Linked DNA regions of Hordeum vulgare: region 1 is linked to region 2. Evidence: chromatin contacts called from public Hi-C data. All regions are on one chromosome and are shown on one strand. The core of a region is the stretch at or near the end of the contact, and the rest is flanking DNA. Distances in the headings are between cores, read along the strand shown. Region 1 holds the start of LOC123444151 (alpha/beta hydrolase domain-containing protein 17B). Region 2 holds the start of LOC123444149.

Evidence for each region. A called contact is a pair of places that touch in the nucleus more often than the background predicts.
Region 1: a Hi-C map of seedling shows a contact between it and region 2, with 4 times the contacts expected there. The contact joins the promoter of LOC123444151 here to the promoter of LOC123444149 in region 2. A contact is called at or near these places in 3 of 6 Hi-C or Micro-C datasets (leaf and seedling) and 1 of 1 datasets of contacts at active chromatin or transcription factors (embryo).

The regions. Positions count from the first base shown.
Region 1 is chr3H:441,995,362-442,000,360 of MorexV3_pseudomolecules_assembly, reverse strand. It overlaps LOC123444151 (alpha/beta hydrolase domain-containing protein 17B), which reads right to left and starts at 1,367. Exons shown (of 5, transcript XM_045120779.1): 1 at 799-1,367. The coding sequence starts at 1,166.
Region 2 is chr3H:441,752,423-441,757,513 of MorexV3_pseudomolecules_assembly, reverse strand. It overlaps LOC123444149, which reads left to right and starts at 2,724. Exons shown (of 5, transcript XM_045120773.1): 1 at 2,724-3,042; 2 at 4,108-4,168; 3 at 4,237-4,355. The coding sequence starts at 2,893.

The DNA.
Region 1 (4,999 bases), core at 118-2,617, 240 kb before region 2:
ATACATTATCTTATTTCTTTGGCACACCCACAATGTCGGGTACAGTACTTCAGCTCCATTCTTACCGTATAACGGTATAACTAACAAGAGATAGCCTGGAACTATTAAACTTAAGTTACAAAATTCCTGCTGTAGCACATACAGCATGCCTACAAGGAAACCGCTCATGTATTCTGAAATCCATCCAATCCTAGAAATAAGGTCGATGTTTTCTAAACTAACGGACGGATACGGTGTGTCCCTTAACACCAAAAACAAGAACCGAAAATACGTTGAGGGTGTCGCAATTTTGGACAGCAATACAAAGATAATTTTCATGGTTGGACAGATTACATAGTGCTAAACAGTAACTGGAACCGGAAACGTGGTATCTTGCTACCAGCAAATACAGCTGAATTTCATCCGCAGTTAATACTAGCAACTAGGTTCTTTTTCCCGCAAAAAACTAAGTTGTTTTTCCTGTGCAATTCAAAAATTTGAGCCTAGATAAGAGGATCTGCAGCAGTGAAGTACTACCTAAATATAAGGTGATTCATTGAGAATTTACCCCGAACAAAATAGAGAAACCCCCTTTTTTGCAAGATTGCAGCAACCAATCAGAAATAGGCACGCCGAATCTAATAGTACTAATAATAAATGCACACCAAATATCTATTTACTACTCCAGTACGCACCTTTCCCAAACGTCTCCCGGAAGTTTCCCCCAATGGAAACCTTCTCACTAGCGAGCAACTCCGGTTTAGAAGTAGCAGCCGCAAGAATGAAGCGGAGTGATGCGGGGGGGAAGGGGCGCATTACCCGAAAATGTTGACGCGGAGGCGGCGGCTGAGCTCGACGAAGAGGCCGTACATCTGGCCGAGGTCGGCAGCGTTGCCGTGGGAGTAGAGCAGCGTGGCGGAGGCCCGCGCGTGGCGCACGTAGACGGCGACGATCTCGTTCCCGCGGCGCGTGCGGAGGCGCACCACCTCCGTGGCGTCCTCCTCCTCGGCGGCGGCGGCGGAGGAGGAGTCCCCGCCGCCGTCCCGCCTCCGGCGGCGCGCGGGGGGGCGAGAGATCTCGGGGATGAGGAGGCGGCCGGTGGCCGCGTCGGCGACGACCGTGTAGGAGGGCGGCGTGGGCGGGAAGAAGGCGAAGCGCGCGGCGATGGTGGACGTCACCCCGCCCATGACGTCGGCGGGCTCCGGGAGGCGCGGTGTGGTCAGCTACGCCGCCGCCTCGGGGCGCGCGGCGGCATGCGAGGTGGAGGAGGGTTTGGATCGGAGGGTTTGGTGGTGGTGGTGGTGGTGGGAGCAGAGAGGAGGGGGGAGGGAGGTGGGAGCTCACTCACTCGCTGGAGCGAGCTTTTTTCCTGGCGAGCGCGTTTAATCCTAGCGCTGGATTTAGCTCGGGGTTTCTTTAGATTTTAGCGGAAGGAGCGAAGCGGTTGGACTCACCCGGACCGGAATGTGGCGGATCGGCTGAGGCCGTGCCCGCCAATTCTGTGGTCGTCGTGGTAGCCTATGGTCTCTATGACTCTACGGTGGGTGGCCAACTAGTGAAACATTTCTCCCTGCTTTCTCTTTAACTGTATTTTTTTACTGGTACTAATCAAAATGGATTAGAGAACTAGGGGTGGCTGGACGAAGAGAACTAGGAGTCCAGCTACGTTGAAGGGAGAGAACATGGCAAGGCTGGTACCCTTTTTCGTTTCCCGATAAAAGAAAAGGTTTGTCTTTGGGATAGGGGGGTGTAAAGGAATGACGACTGCAACATACCAGTACATGACAAGCTGTATGGCTCCTTTTGTAAAGAACTCGTCTATCTTTCCCTCTCTCGCTGCGCTTCATCGTCAGTGCGGGGCATGTGCTCGAGCTTGGAGTGTATCCTACACTTAATTGGGACGGCTCGAGCAAATGTAAATAAACCTACGCATACACAAACTTGGCGAAATCAACAAACCATGGGCACCAGCAGTCCATAATCATCCGGGAAGTTGTCCCACACGAAGCCACCCACGCAAGGTCAAGCACATACGATGCGCCGACGGGTGAGCCCAAAGCGCGCCCAACCAGCTGCCTCCGGCAACAATCATCATCAATCTTTTCTTTCTTTTGAACCGAATCATCATCAATCGTTCTTTCTCCTGCTGCTGCGGGTTGGATAGGAATCGGTCTCTCCGTCCGTATCCCCCGTTGTTCGCTTTTGAATTGATCCATGATGATGAAGGCAGGGCAAGGAAACAGGAGATGCGGCATCATATCGCGGCGGGGCGTGATGGGCATGGGAGACCAGGTCACGAGGAGGTTGACCAACGAGTTTGGCTGGGACTCGTCACCCATCTGCCGCGCTACCTACGCCCGATTCACCCGGCAAAAACCACGTATCCAACACGGCTGCCGAGCTTCAACGAGATTTATTTAAGATTAAGAGGAGGCTAAATGAAAATTAAACCGGGTTTTTAACACATAAATTAAACCGGCTTCAGGGGGCTAATTTGGTGTATTATGTGGAACTAGATGACCTGCTGCGTATAATACTGCAGATATCGGAGGCGGTTTTCCGACAACAACAAAAACAAAGCTCTCGCAATTGACTGGGGATTCTCCCGGCAAAAATCACGTATCCAACACATCGCCCGAGCTTCAACGAGATTTATTTAAGGTTAAGAGGAGGCTAAATGAAAATTAAACTGGGGTTTTAACACATAAATTAAATCGGGTTGAGGGGGCTAATTTGGCGTATTATGTGGAACTAGATGACCTACTGCGTATATTAATGTAGACGTCGGAGGCGATTTTGCAACAACAACAAAAACATCTCTATATCATTGACATTTTTCATAACTGTATGTTCTTAAGATTTCCTCGCTGTTTGGATAACTCTTGTCGTCCTGAATCCAACAAGCTTGGTCGGTACTTTCGCTATGTAAAGAGCGGGCGTAGTTTTTTACCACCGTTCTCAGACGGTAGTACCGCAACCATGTCCGGTACTACCGTGTCGGATTTTTACACAGTCGTAGCCTGAGCATAATTTTTTACTTCCGTGTACCTCCTGTGGCAGTTGGATACTACCCTGCGGTAGTACCGTAAGGGCGTGCGGTAGTGCCGCTCCGGCGGTTCTACCGCTCGTTGCCTCGTGCAGTAGTTCCTCCCTCTGCCACTACCATGCGTGCGGTAGTACCGCACCGGGCAGCGGTAGTACCGCTCCTAGCAGTGATAGTATCGCTTTGCTCGGGTTGTAAATGAGGGTAACGGTTGGATTTTTTCCTCCACTATATAAAGAGGGTCTTCTTTCCCAATGGTTCTTATCCGTTGACTTTCCTCATTCTTGACCTTCTTCGAGCTTGCTAACTCTCAATCCCTGTAATGATTCTTGCTCCTTTTTGAGGGAAAAGAGAGAGGAGATCTAGATCCACATTTCCACCAATCACTTTCTCCACTAAGTGAGGGGAACCCCTTGAATCTTGTTCTTGGAGTTTTTGGTGTTCTTCTTTGTTCTTCCACAATCATTGTTTTATGGACGCACCTATTTGAGAGAGAGAGACCATCATCATGATTTGTTATATTACTCTATGTGATTCACTTATACCTTTTGAGCTTAGCAGTTGCTCTAGTACTTCACTTATATCTTTTTGAGCACGACGGCGTGTAGATTTTATAGAAATAATACGCTCTCGTTCTTCACTTATATTTGTTTGATATCTGGAAAAATAGTGACGGTAACTTGCATGGGTCATAAGACTAGATCAAAAATAATGAGTGTTCAATAAGTGATAATTAAAACCATCATGTAGCACATATAGAGAAATTATGGTTAATGATATTGATGTGGTGATATGAAAAGGTGTCAGTGCATAACTATTAATTCAGAGAGGTTTTGATATTAAGATATGTTAAAACTTCTTGAACATCTGAAAAATGAAAAGGGCATGATGATGATGTGGGAGCATTTCTATTCCTCGTTGAAAACCTAGTGTTGTTTCGAGTCGGAGTCACGCGATGGTTAATTCCTACCAACCCTCTCCCTCGGGGCATGCGAGTAGTACTTTGATTTGTGATAAGACTAATAAAACTTTGCAATAAGTATATGAGTTCTTTGTGACTAATGTGACACAATGGACATATGCAATCTCACCTCCTCCTACTTGCTAGCCTCTCTAGTACCGCGCATAGCCTATTCTCACCTCAAGGATTGGTGCAACTTCCGCCTGTGCATCCAAACCCCGTGACATGATACACTATGTTGAACATAATCCTTATTATATCCTCCTAAAAACAGTCACCATACCTACCTATTATGCCATTTCCATAGCCATTCTGAGATATACTGCCATGCAAATTTCATCGTCACTTCTCATGAATTGTTCGTTCATCATAGTATTGCTTTGCATGATCATATAGAGCTGGCATCGTATTTATGGCAAAGCCACCATTCATAATAGCATTTGTGGCAAGGCCACCAAAATTCATAAGCTGAATACATGTCATGCTAGATCATTGCACATCCTGGTACACTGTCAGAGGCACTCATATCGGAGTCATGTTGCTTCATTCATCATATTGAGTTATCTATGAGTTGTAATTAAATAAAAGTGTGATGATCATCATTATTAGAGCATTGTCCCTGTGAGGAAATAAATAGGGGGGAGGCCAAATGATCCCACCATAAAAAATGAATGAGAGAAAAAGAGAGAAGGGACTTTGCTACTATCCTTTACCACACTTGTGCCTCAAAATGGCACCATGTTCATCATGTAGAGAGTCTCATGTTATATCATTCATATGCCAGTGGGAATCAAAATATTTATAAAATTGGCTTGTATATTCTGATGACGGGCGTCCTCAAATTCCCAATGTCTTCATGAGCAAGCAAGTTGGATGCACACCCCACTTAGTTTCAGTGGAGCTTTAATACACTTATAGCTCCAGTGCATCATTTGCATGGCAATCCCTACTCCATGTATCAATATATATCAATGGGTATCTTCATAACCCGTTGGTATGCCTGGTTGATACGAGAC
Region 2 (5,091 bases), core at 1,475-3,974:
TTTGGCTTCGTTTTTCTCTTAAAGCTTCCAAAAGAGATGCTATGTTGGGGATCGAACACGCGACTTCATGCTTCGAAGAGGCCGCACTAACTACTAGGCCGTCACAGTACATGTGATTTCCTTCTTCATTTCTTCCATTTTATTCTCGTTTTCAAGGTTTTTCTGTTCGCTTCTGCTTTGGATGGTTTATTTGGTATCTCTTTTTTTCTTTTTTTCATAAATGCGGTGATTGTTGTTTTTTCAAATTCTTGACATTTTTTTTCAGTTTTATGAATGTTTTTTTATTTGATGATTTTTATTGGAATTTGATGGGTTTTTTTAAATATCCTGAACAAATTTGAAACAATGAACATTTTTGGAAATTGTAATATCTATAAAAAAACAAACATTTAAAAACAAATGGAAAAGGAAAAAATAAAAGAAAAAAGGGAAGCAAAGGAACAAAAGGAGGTCATAAAAGGAGAGGAAAAGAAAAAGAAAAAACAGGAGAAAAGAAAATCGAAAAAGAGACACAAACTGAAACAAAAATAAGAAGTAAAAATAGGGTTCAAGAACCTTATATAAGGTTTACAAAACCGGAATAATAACATGCCAGCCCAAATCGCGTCGCTACCTCGTAAAGCCTGTATGAAACCTAGACAACTTGACGCTCAAAACCTTCAGATATACTTCAGCAAAGGGGTGGCCGAGAGTACTCGAACGGACATTAAGTCCTTGCTCAATGTACCCAGCGAAACCCTAAACGAGAAGTACGTGGGTATGCCTTCAGATGTGGAGAGCTCGAAGAATGGGTCTTTTAAATACTTGAAGGATCGATTGTGGAGAAAAGTCTAAGGATGGACAGAAAACACCATGTCAACAACAAGCAAAGAGGTTCTGATCAAGGTCGTAGCACAGGTTGTTCCGATGTTTTCTATGTCATGTTTCAAGCTTTCGAGGGGTTTATGCAAAGACATGAATACGCTCATTCGAAAGTTTTGATGGGGCTCAAAAGATGGCAAACGAAAACCACATTGGGTTTCGTGGCAGGCTATGACCCAACCGAAAGGCATGGGAGGACTAGGGTTTAAAGACTTTGAACTTTTCAACATGGCAATGCTAGCATGACAGGCGTGGAGGCTGCTCGAACACCCATACACTCTTTGTGCTAGGATACTTAAAAGTGTTTATTTCCCAGGCACCACAATCTTACAGGCTACTCTCGGTGGACATCCTAGCCAGATTTGGAGGGCGATCATAGAAGGACGTGACACCCTAAGGCCCGGCTTGATATGGAGGATAGGGAATGGGCATAATACTTTGATCTGGGAGGATACTTGGATCCCGAGATCTGAGATGATGCGGCCCTATGAGTGCTTTATCAAGGACCCACCTGCTTTTGTGGCGGAGCTTATGGATCATACAAATGCCTCATGGAATGAGCCGATGATTAGGCAAGTTTTTATGCCCATGGATGTACATGCGATAATGAGCATCCCAATCTGTACAAGTAACGATGAGGATTTCTGGAGTTGGAAATTTGAACGCAATGGAACCTTTTCTGTCAAATCGGCCTATCGCATGTTGGTGGCCACCCGACAGCGTCGCGAGGCATGGCTGGAGGGTGCAGCTGGACCGTCATCTGTGGTGGTGGAGGAGGCGCCATGAAAGAACCTGTGGAAGGTTAGAGTCCCGGGGAAAGTCAGAATGTTTCTATGGAGACTGGCCAAGCAATCAATCCCAACTGAAGATGTCAGGGCTCATAGACACATGATTGACAGCCCCTTATGTGGTATGTGTAGAGCGCTCGATTCCTGGAAACATTCCCTGGTTAACTGAACCTCATCTAGATGCACCTGGGCCTTGGTTGACGAAGATTTAGCTCGGAGTCTGATTGCAAATACCGAACCCAATGCCAAGCAATGGCTCTTTGCACTAATTGATCTGCTTCCACACGATCTGTTCATTCTCCTTGTTGTTACCCTTTGGGCGATATGGATAGCCCGTCGTAAGGCGATTCACGAGCACATCTTCCAGTCACCCCAAGCTACCCAATCCTTCGTAAGAAACTTCATCCAGGAGCTTGAGGCATTGAGGATCCCGCGCCCAACAGGAGTCTCGAGAGGCCCTGTGGAAGTTCACACAACGCGTTAGAAAGCTCCACCGACGGGGTACGTGAAAATCCACGTGGATGTAGGCATTCGCGTAGGCAGAGCGGGATCGGCGGCTGCAGTTTGCCGCGATGATCATGGCAACTATATGGGTAGTTCGACACCGGTGATTGCTGAACTCCAAGACCCACTCATCCTAGAGACCATCACATGTAGAGAAGCCCTCGCGCTTGCAGCAGATCTTAATTTGCAACGAGTGGTTATTGCATCTGACTCAAAACAGGCGATCATGGATATCAACAATGGAAGCATGGGAAATAATGGAGCAGTGATCAAGGAGATTAAGTCTAGAGTAGGTCATTTTCATTGTACTTTTTTGTTTGAAGGACGTGCAGCCAATATGGAGCACACCATTTAGGTAAGTTCTGTGTGCGTAGAGGACCGGGGCGCCACACTTGGTTGAGGATGTCTCATGACCCAATTTATATCCCACTTTCTGGTTTATGATGAATAAAGTTGTTTTACCTCTTAAAAAAACTTAAGCTTAAAAATAACTTGACGCAGCGTGCGTCGTATAGGATTTTCCGTGCAGCACCAATTAGAAGCTCCCCTTGTTTTCAGTGTGTTCGTACTCAAATCGACGAACCTTTTGGGCCAAGATCACCCGACCATACTCCTTGGGCCAAGATTAGGGCCAGCCTATCTGTTTCTCCTCCTCCTCCTCCTCCTCTTTCTCTCTCTCTCTCAAAACGAAAGGAAACAGGCAGGGAAGACGGAAGAAAGAAAAAAGGCAAAGCAAGAGATGGGGTGCGGAGGCGGAGGCGGGGGCGGAGGAGATGCTGATGGAGACGACGAGGCGAGGGGAAAGGAGGATGCGCTCGCATCCAGTAGGCTCCTCGATCCGGAATTCAAGCCCTCCAAGCTGTCCCAAGATCAGCTCGACAAGTTCAAGGTTTTCTTCTCTTACTTGGATTTCTCGAATGTTCAGTGCGAACCTTGTATTCTTGTGAGGCTCATGATCCCAACAGGTGGATGTTTCTTTCTAACCGTTATAGAAGCATATTATTGTATTTTGGAAGAGCACAGCACACTAGGGCAGGGCAAAAATGGTCCCTCCCTCCCTACTCCTCAATAGCTGGAAATGTTCAAGCTGTAGGCTTTAATGTTAATGTCATATAGAATTGTAGTATTTTTTCTACGGGTGACGTGTTGTGTTTTCTTATGCTGCCCTCATCATCGCCAAGAACCAATTTATCCAGATTTTTTTATACAAAATTGTTAGAAATAATTTGATTTGTTTCCAGTATAAAATTGTTCTTATGAAGTGTAGAAACGTTGCTGCGTAGACATATGTTCAGCTTCTGAATTCTGATAGTTGGAGTGTTCTCCTTTTTTTCACCACACGACCAGCCACAGCAGTGTTCCAATAGAGGAACAGAACAGGCATCCAAAATCCAGTTGTTTTCCAGAGGTTTTTAGCTGAGCCATTGACTGTTTGGCATCGACATTGGCAAGACAATAAATCACCCAGATATTGTGAAGGGTGTAGTTTTTGTGTTTAGCAATTGTTGCAGTTAAAGAAAAGAAAAACTTGCAAAATTTCAGGTCAAAACATAGAGGACACAGTGTTATGCTTTAGTTAGGAATCCTGCATACTGTACTTGCACTTCTGTGAGATGCCTATTTGAAACCTATTGTTGCTAGAGTTTGGGTTGGAGTATAGAAAAGTTATCGTTCTAAACTGGATGTGATGTTTTTGTTTGGGTTTATTTGTTTTCTTGTGTCATACACATTACATAGATTGTTAACGAGATGCTGGTTTTGACAATTTCATTTGAGAAGTTTCAGTTGAAAAGCAGAATTTCCCATCCTTAAGAATCTCAACCCTGAATAAAATGGCAAATTTCCAAAAGTTTGTTCAGAGTGTTTCTATCCTTTTTTCGGAAGTTACCAACTCCATAGTTTTGTTTTTGTTCCGAGAAATACCAACTAAATTGTTTGATCTTTCATGTTACAGGAATTACACAAGAAACGGCTACAACTAAAGGAAAAAACAAAATCCAAAGGAAAACCTAAAGGTATCTCTCATTTGTATCTGTGATTACCTTGTGTTCAGTTTTTTTTAGCAAGAGATCTTTATTTGTAGGAAGAGCTGGGACGAATACAAATGTAGCGAATGATTCTCAATTTAGCAATAAGGATAAATCAATTGATAGTGCCGCAATAGATGTACAGCATACAACATCGACTACAGGAGCCCAAGCGGTATGTCTGGTTTTACTTATTGAAAGTGCTTGGTTACTATCTTATTTTCATCTAACTTCGTGAAGATCGTTGCTTTTGCTTGGGCCTCTAACTGTAGCACAGCAAATTAGTTATGGGAAAAGGGTTATCTATAGAAGTGAAGCTATTTTCTACAGAATTTTTATTTCTCGGTCCCGGTAACATATTTCAATTGGTCTTTAGGTATTGAAATTTTCTCAGGTAATGGGACAAACTGCTATACCTTGATTTTTGCAGCTGTTGCAGCAAAATATATACTGTTTTTCTTATTTTTGTTAATAGGTACCATAGGCTGATCTTGCCAGAAAATTAACTAAAATTTAATGATCCAGATTCTTATTGGTTTTATCTAGAAGTACTGTTTGGTGTTGGCATCTGTCTGTTTCTTACATGGTGTTTACCAAATAGGTTAAAAATGCAATATAATTGCGATTATAATCCCTTTTATGTCTCTGTCTGTCAGATGTACATCAATTCGACAGGATCAAAAGTTGATGTGTCCCTTCGTTTACTGTGATACCAGATTGAGTTGACTTTTTTGTTGCTTGATTGTAATAGTAGATACATTTACATCTTTAAGGCATTTATTAGACTTCATATATTAAAGATCGTTGATTTGATGTCATGTCATCATATCTTCAAGGCCATTAATTAATTAACAGAACTCACAAATATTATTTTCATAAAAATAGCTTGATGATTTATTCCCATATATTTG